Linked DNA regions of Pan troglodytes: region 1 is linked to region 2. A link is a contact called in public capture Hi-C data. All regions are on one chromosome and are shown on one strand. Each heading gives the region's core, a stretch centred on a gene start, on an enhancer-like site or on the middle of the called end of the contact. The rest is flanking DNA. Distances are from core to core; before and after follow the strand shown.

Region 1 (4,388 bases), core at 1,333-3,832, 650 kb after region 2:
GTTGGTATTTTCTGTCTTCATGGACCACACGCGAAATCAGACCAACTTCTAATAACTGTTGTTTCCTAAATGAACCAGCAAGGCACCATCTGAACTGTGATTTTCTTTTAAACAGGTGTATTCATGTGGGCTACATATATGCATAATATGTAGGAGAGAACGGAAAGAAGAGAAAAGCCAAAAGATACACGCATGGATGGCTTTTCTTCTTACCTCCTCAGAGGAAACACAAGGCAAAACACACACATGCACATACACAGCATAAAAACACTACAGAACACCTTAAAACGAAATCCTTTATTTACTTTGTAACTACTAGTTACACTTTTCCTGAGAGCTTTCACTCTGACATGACTGTCACCCAAGATAAAAGTATTTGGCACATAGCTATGAAGGCAAAGGCTTCCATGGAGCCTACTGATTATTATCATTTTCCTTTTAAAAACTGCTTGATGAAGAAATACTTGGATCTTACTTTTTAAAAGTTTACCCTCCCCACAGCCCAAATAGTCATTCAATAGATTTTCCAAGTGGTAAGCTGATGCTGTTGGCATAAACAGAGCTATGTAAATATATACAAAATTCACAAATCACAGCAAACATACAAATAATGAGGAGGTGCCTGGATGTTTCAAGGCTTAAAAATGAAAAGGAAAATTACATTTCATCTTCTGATTGCTAAAGACAGAAAAGAAATAAAGAGGGGGAATAGGGCTATATTTATTGGTTTAAATCATCCTTCCCTCTGCTCTGAATTATTTTTTTCAACCTTCACATCTTGGCTAAAAAGCATATTTGGGCTTATGTTAACATCTGCTTTTGTGGTGACATTTAATTCTGTATATTTTCAACTAGTGTTTCTGCATCACAGATTTTCCTCCTTTATCTCTTTGCTCTGAAAAGACAACCAAAGAGCAATCAAAAAGGTGTCTGACTTGGCCATTCAGACAATTGCCCCCTTGTGGGAATGCGGGAATGAATGGTACAGTGGACACCCCAGCACCATTGACGTTATAAACATGTAAATGAAACACATTAGGGCAGACAATCAATTGTCTGTGAGCATTGCAAACCTGCACTCCCTCTCTCTGTGACAGGCACAAAATAGTGTCTACCTTGGGAAGCCACGGTGCTGAGAGGAAAAGGACAAAGAATTTCCTTTCACACAGAAGAAAATGCACCTTAAAAGCCTTGGAAGAATGCAGATGACAAAAACTGTTGCAAGGAAAAGAATCTCCCACATCTTAGAATAAACGCGGCACTGCTAGAGAGGCTAGTAACGCCCTCCTTTCCTACCTTCAGGGTAGACACACATTTTTCCCAGGAAATATTCTTAATATGGCATCAAGGTCTTTAATAACCTCTTGGAATTTTCTTTAAGCAAATTAAGAAGGAAGGGAAACACTGAAACCTATGACATAGCAGTTGAGCAGGGAACTTTAATCTTGGTTTTACCCTATTTGAAAACAAATGGTGGAAGACGTGAATTTATTTGTATCTGGTAACAGAGAAACAATGTAAAGTTTAAAATCCTCAGCCCACCCTTAGTCCTGGTGGACTGTCACTCTATGGACACCAGCAGCCTACTGGCTCTGCTACGAAGGAAAGCATGTTTCTACCCCAATTGGCTTAGTTTTTCCAGACCAAAATAAAACAAATAGATCAGCCTAGATACATAGCCCCCAGCCTTGTGTGTGTGCAGCGTGACAAAACTTGCAGAAGATCTCCACAGAGAAAAAAGGATGGAGATGGATATCTTTGGAGCGCCCTCAGAACTGGTACCTGCCACACAACCTGCCCGAGTGCTTTGAAAGTCAGCAAAACAGGCTCCCTAGAAGCTCATCAACTTTACGAAGAAAGCTACTTGCCAAAGATTTCCACACTTTGCAAAGATAACCAAGTCTGGACTGACAGTGATCCGAAGGAAACTTCCTTGTCTAAGTGTGTGTGACTCTCGTTGCCCCATCCCAACTTCACCTCTCAGGGAGGAGAGCTAGGAGGCACCTCCTGGAGAAGGGGTTGACTGCATTTTCTTTCCTTTTCATTTAAGCATCTCTGAAACGGGAGCAACTTCTCCGTCCCTCATTGCCTCTAACCATCACTACTAGCACCTCCACTCCTTTAAGGAAGTGGTAAAGAGTGAGGGCTTATTTTAAACGGGGATAATCATTTCTGCTCTTCTGATTGTTTCTCCTCTAGGATCCAAAGCCCTGAGAACATTCAACTTGATCCCTGTTCTTTGCCACTGAAGTTCAGAGACCAAAGGCATTTGTAAAAATCTCCCCTTCTCCTTCACACTGTCCCCAACCCTTTAGTGGAAACTCTGGAGAAAAATCAAATTTAACTTTTCCTTTCTTCTCCTATTTCCCTTTTCTCTCCTCCTAATTCAGTTTTTCTTTAAAAGGCAACTTCATTTCTTTCTCTGAAACAAGCAGTTTCCGGATTTGATTTTTGCTACAACGCGCATGTCTCTGTGAGATTTTTCAGAGGCTGATGCTGGAAGGTGGCGGGATGGGGAGGCAGACCCTCTTCCCGGGCTCCGTGGGAGGCAGGAGGGAAGCAGGAGCATCCCAGGACCCGCTGCCCGAATCAGGGGCAAAAGCAACAAACTTTGCAAGTTACAAACGGGCCGCACCGGTGGCAAGCAGCAGCAGGGCATCTCCCGCTCCGAGTGCTCATTTCTGACTCCAAGGCTGTGTGGAGATAGTGGGGTATAATCAGGGGAAAGAAAAAGGGGGGCTGGGTTTTCCCCCTCCTCTCCAGCGTCAGTGAAAGTGTTACAAAGTGAGTCAGGCGACTGAGGATCATCTGACTGAACTTTCTTGAAACCGACACACATTCTTGTCTGCGGGCAACTCGCTTTTTGCCTCCTTCCCCCTCACCCCACTCCCTCTTTCCTCCTGCACATCTTATTTTCTGGGAAGAGATTTCATCCTTTCCATGTGGGGGAAAGGAGACTGACTGCCCGCTATGGGTTAACTTGGCCCTGGCACTGCCTCTGCCAGGCATCTTGCTAGCCTGAGAATCTGGAAGGTTGTATTTCAGATACTTGTTTCTCTCTTTGTACATTTATTTTTCTTCAACTGCCTCCTTCTCCTTTGCTTTTTATTAAATGTACATAGCATTGTCTTCTAACTCACGTTCTTGACCAGCCTTTAAAACACACACACTGCTTTACACGTTTTATCTCCTTGTCGCCTTAGTCTATATATACACTGTTGACTTCATTAAAATTATATAAAGTGCCATTCTAGGTTCCTGGATGACCATCTTTTTTTCCCTTCCAGCTTCTACTTCTACGATTATTATTGCCATTATTTCTTTCCAGGAATTTCTATATGATTTTGATAAGCATCATCATATTTAGTGTTATCAGCAAAGACACAAGCTCAAAAGTGACATCTTTTCCATGAATCCAGGAAAGAAGAATAATCCACTCAGTTCAGATAAATCCTAGCAATTCCCAAAGGGAAAGGCATTGGATATGTGTTTGATGAGAAAGAAAATGAAAAAGGGGTGGGGTGGTAGTACTCTTCTACCTGCTTCTCAAAACCAGAACATTGCTCAGTCAGATTAAACCCAGTGAAAAACACAAGTAACCAGTATACAGCATGTTTTCCCACAGCTTATTTGGAAAAAAAGACAGGTAACAGTCAAAGTTAGAGAAGCTGTAAGCAATGGACAGGCTTGATATTAAGTGTGCAGGATCTGGGCTAAATGCCTTAAAATGTGCAATTCAACTTTCCACTTCTGAATGTGGAGGCTTCTCCCAAGTTAGTGGCTGGGTGGAGGGGAAATACTTGCAGTGTCCATGACTGCGGACATCTCTGGCACTCCATTCCACCTGCGAAGCGCCCAACGGGCCTCCCTCTCTGCCAGGTCTCCTAGGGGTTCCCAGGAAGCCAGGATCCCTCTATTTCCTTAGACCTGGGCTCTGGCCTGACCTCACTGCTAGGGCCAGGCTGGTCAACGGTGGCAAAATCCCGAAGGAGGTGGAAGGAGGAAGGCAAGAAGAAATGCACACTTTAAATAGTCTTCCCTGCAAAAGAACACTTCTGGGAGCCTTGTTTTAAATCTCATTCTCTTTTTCTCTCAAAAAAAAAAAAAAAAAAAAATGACTGTTTAACAGAAGAGGGAAAAAAGCCTCCTTGACACAAAGCTTTTGTTATCCAGTTGATCAGCAACGTGCTTTAGATACTTGTAAGAGGGGGAAAAAAGCCCCACAACAGACATTGATTTTAGAAAATCAATAACCAACATTTAATAAAAGGAACAGAGGAAACACAAGAGAGGAGAGGGGGACATTAGGTGTAATTTTAGTGTCTACTAAATTACTCAGAGATGGGGAAGGGGAGGTCTCCTGTGTAAGGACCACCTTAAATAATGCC
Region 2 (3,928 bases), core at 341-2,840:
CCCTAAATAAATGATTTTTTCTTCATTAATTACAGACTATAAGCTGTTCCCCCACGAACTAATATGCCAGAAGTCCAAAAGTCTTTTCAGTAATAGTAAAAATTATCCTGATAAAATCAGTCTATTCATAAAAAAAGCATCAAACAAATCCCCATCGAAGGACATTCTACAAAATACTTAACCGGTACTTCTTAAAACTGTCAAGATTGTCAAAAACAAGGAAAATCTGAGAAACTGTAACAGCCAAGAGGAACTTAAGGAGACATGACAACTAAATATCGTAGTATTTTAATAAGATCCACAGAAAAAAAGACAGTAGGAAAAAACTGGGGAAATCTGAATAAGCTATGGACTTTAATAATGTATTAATACTGTTTCATTAACTATAACAAATGTGCCATAGTAGTGTAAGATGTTAATAATAGGTGAAACTGAGTATGGGGGATATGGCAACTTTTGTACTCCCTTTGCAATATTTTTGTAGATCTACAACTGTTCTAAAAACTAAATTTCCCTTTGAAAAATTCAATGTCAGTAAAAATGTTTATATATAATTCAGTTTTGTTATATTTTGTTTATTTATTTGAGACAGGGTCTCACTCTGTCACCCAGGCTGAAGTGCAGTGGAGCCATCGTAGCTTACTGCAACATCGAACCCCTGGGTTCGAGTGATCCTCCCACCTCAGCCTCCCAAGAAACTGGGACTACAGACATGCACCACCATGCCTGGCTAATTTGTTTATTTTTTGTTGGGATGGAGTCCCACTTATGTTGCCCAGGCTCATAATTCAATCTCATAGAAACCTTTTTAAAGTCTGTAACAAGTATCTCTACTTTCTTAAACAATACTTTCAAGCATAATTCCATTTTTTCTGTAAAACTGAAGTACATTATGAACATGTTTTCATCCCTTGTAAGTATACAATTATTCTTCCTCTCTGACAATCTGATGCCAGTATGCATTTTAGCAAAATCTTCCTTGAGCAAAATCTCCTCTGTTAGTACATAGGAAGCCTTTAGAACCATGCCTGGAAAATAGAATGTTTATGGAACATTATATGAAGATAACTGTCACTCACTCACTGTAAACAGATTATAAGGATTGGATAGTTCTAGTAACAATGATGAACTAGTTGTAGTCCATCTCTGCTTGTTCACTTGTTGCTGTTATGATCAAATATGAAAATTGTTAAATGGTCAGTCAAGGTCATGAATTAGGTCTTTGACCATGGAAGGTGCTAAATGACCCACCCAGCAATAGACTGTACCTCTGTTTTAGATCCCATTGACTCCACCAAACAAGAATGGAGGCTCCCATATGTCCCTTCCCCACCGTATCACATATACACCATCTTCTGTCTCTCAACTCTTTATTGGCTTGCCTCCATCCTCCAGATCAAAATTGACTAATGATACTAAAGAAGACAGACACCAGTGGCAAAGTACTAAAGTGAGCTAGCAGCTTGTTTGGGAAGGTGACTGTACCCTTCTGCCTTCCCACAGTCTGTTTCCAGCTTTCAAATGTCATGACCTAAAGCCCTTGAGCATGGAACATGGAGGAAGCCACGGGTGACTGGTCCGGGTCACTCTCAGACAACATTGTACTTGGAAAATTCTTGCAACGCACTTACAGCAACCCCCTGCCTGGCTCTAGTCCTGCCAATCAAAACCGAGGCAGGCATCCCCTTTTGGCAAGTGGCCAGAGGAGGGTGCTCTATTGTTAGGAGAAGACCCTGCAGGAAGACAGAAACAAACAGGGATTCTCTTTCTTTTCCATCTCCCTTCAAACCTGCAAGTGAAGCTGTGGTGGTGTTTCTTCTTTTTTGTCTCATCCTGTCACTCTCTAGTCTTTGAACAATAGAGGCAACAATGTTCTTGTCTAAATGATTTCACAGGCTATTATTCAGACACTCAACTTTTAACATTTCAATTTTGTCATTCTGTTTCCACACAAAAGGTGCACTTCTACAGTATAATGTTCTCAGAATTATGTCAATGAGCAGTAATGGCTTTTAACATTAAGTTGATCATTAACAACTACATTATCTGAGGCATAATCAGTACTTCAGCCTTTTGTGTGATTATGACACTACAGAATTGAAGCTAATAGGAGGATTCACTCATAACAACATAGGAAAATATTTGTACAGTAATAAAAGGTTAGTGAAAAGCAAACAGTCTTAAACAGTAAAATGAATAAAAATACTAACATTTTATTTACAAAAAGTGGGCTTCTAAAGCAGAAAAATAGGTAAACAATATTGCTATGATCAAATTTCTTTGTCATAAAGGTCTTCATATTGGATCCAAACTTTCTATATAGAAGTCATTATAAGCTTTATAAGGGCACATTCCAAAAAGTGTATATTTTAGGAACAGAAAATAAAATGGCAGATTCTCTGTCCTAAGTGTTACTGTATCTCCTTACATTTTCAAGGTATTGGCAAAGAATATTGATTGCTAATCTTGGATATTGCTTTAAAATTGTTTTACTCTGCCCCTCCCACCTCTTGAGTGGGAAATCACTCAGGAAAAAACTGTGTCTATTTGGTCATAATCCAATGGTTGCAACCCACAATACTTGCAATGGCTTTCAGGATACAGATTCATCAACGTGGTGACACCAAGTTCAGAAGTCTGGAGAGAAGCTCAAGTCTTTTTTGTTTGTTTGTTTTGAGACATGCTCTCATTATATCACCTAGACTGAGTGCAGTGGCACAATCACAGTTCACTGCAGTTTTAACCTCCCGGGCTCAATCCATCCTCTAGCCTCAACCTTCTGAGTAGCTGGGACTACAGGTATGCACCACCACACCTAGCTAATTTTTGTATTTTTTGTAGCGATGGGGTTTCACCATGTTGCCCAGGCTGGTCTCGAACTCCTGGGCTCAAGAAATCCACCTAGTTTGGCCTCCCAAAGTACTGGGATTATAGGCATGAGCCACCACACACAACCTAAACCAGAGTCTTAACAGACCATGTCTTTTATATGATTTTAGATCTTGATTAGAGTATATGAATTGTAAAGAGAAAATATACCTCATCAAAGAATCAAGTCAATGCTCATATAATCATACTATTCCTATCCTTTGATGAAATAATCAAATGTCCAGAAATGTATCCTTTAAGAAAATCCTAAATTCAGAAAAAACATGGAGAAATTAATCATGTTATTAATAGCAGTGAATATCAGATCATTCTAAATACCCAAAATGACAGAGATGGTTAAGTAACCAAGGGCTACATTTTCACACACAGTGAGAGATAGCATAGCCATTTTTTGTGGTTTACAAAAAAATTAATAAATAATATAATGTTAAGTGGAAAAAAGAAAAATTCAAAATAACTTGGAGTATTTGTGCTTTGTTGTGTGTGTGTTGCATGTAAAGACCAACACACAGAAAATAAGGGAGAGGGGGCAGGAAGAAGAAAATACGTCAAATCAATAATGTGGTTTTGTTCAGCATTGTTTTTTTTCTTCTTAATTTTACTTCTTACTTTTCTGTTTTTCCAAATTTTCTTCAAAGGGGATACATTATTTTACAATTTTAAAAAGGATGCCTATTTAATTCTGTCATTCAATTCTCCTGACTGGAAGATACTGAGGCAAATACACATATAACAAGGACAATCTGCCACTCACCATGGTTTCTACTCTTCAAACACCGAAAGGTACCCCTTTGATTGGAAAATACAGAAACTTTGTGTAGAACCCATGGGCCATTTGTGTGACTTCATCCTGGCCCCAAATCTTCCATCCTCTGATTGGCCCCACCCGCACTGATAAACCACTATTATTTCCAGGTGTGCCTCACCTTGACCAGAGAGTTTTGCCTCAGCGCACTCTGTTAGGAGCTTCCTCAGCATAGTTTGCATGTATCTTTCCCAATCCCACCTCCAAATATCAATCCGAGAGTTTTTATGTAGG

What was found. Capture Hi-C pulls out chosen DNA fragments and counts their contacts.
Region 1: a capture Hi-C map of stem cell-derived neural stem cells shows a contact between it and region 2, with 4 times the contacts expected there. The contact joins two enhancer-like sites. A contact is called at or near these places in 1 of 1 datasets of contacts at active chromatin or transcription factors (stem cell-derived excitatory neurons) and 1 of 1 other capture datasets (stem cell-derived neural stem cells).

Annotation. Positions count from the first base shown.
Region 1 is chr13:46,554,604-46,558,991 of NHGRI_mPanTro3-v2.0_pri, forward strand. The region is part of intron 2 of ZEB2 (zinc finger E-box binding homeobox 2); the gene reads right to left. Among named protein-coding and RNA genes, the nearest start is that of ZEB2, 6.8 kb to the right of the region's middle. Within about 2 kb of position 2,583, at least 9 of the 24 cell types and tissues checked have an H3K27ac peak or open chromatin away from gene starts, as enhancers often do. A contact at or near this core is called in stem cell-derived neural stem cells, where this site is marked.
Region 2 is chr13:45,902,376-45,906,303 of NHGRI_mPanTro3-v2.0_pri, forward strand. The region is part of intron 1 of LOC104005193 (a long non-coding RNA gene); the gene reads right to left. Among named protein-coding and RNA genes, the nearest start is that of GTDC1, 470 kb to the right of the region's middle. Within about 2 kb of position 1,591, at least 1 of the 24 cell types and tissues checked has an H3K27ac peak or open chromatin away from gene starts, as enhancers often do. A contact at or near this core is called in stem cell-derived neural stem cells, where this site is marked.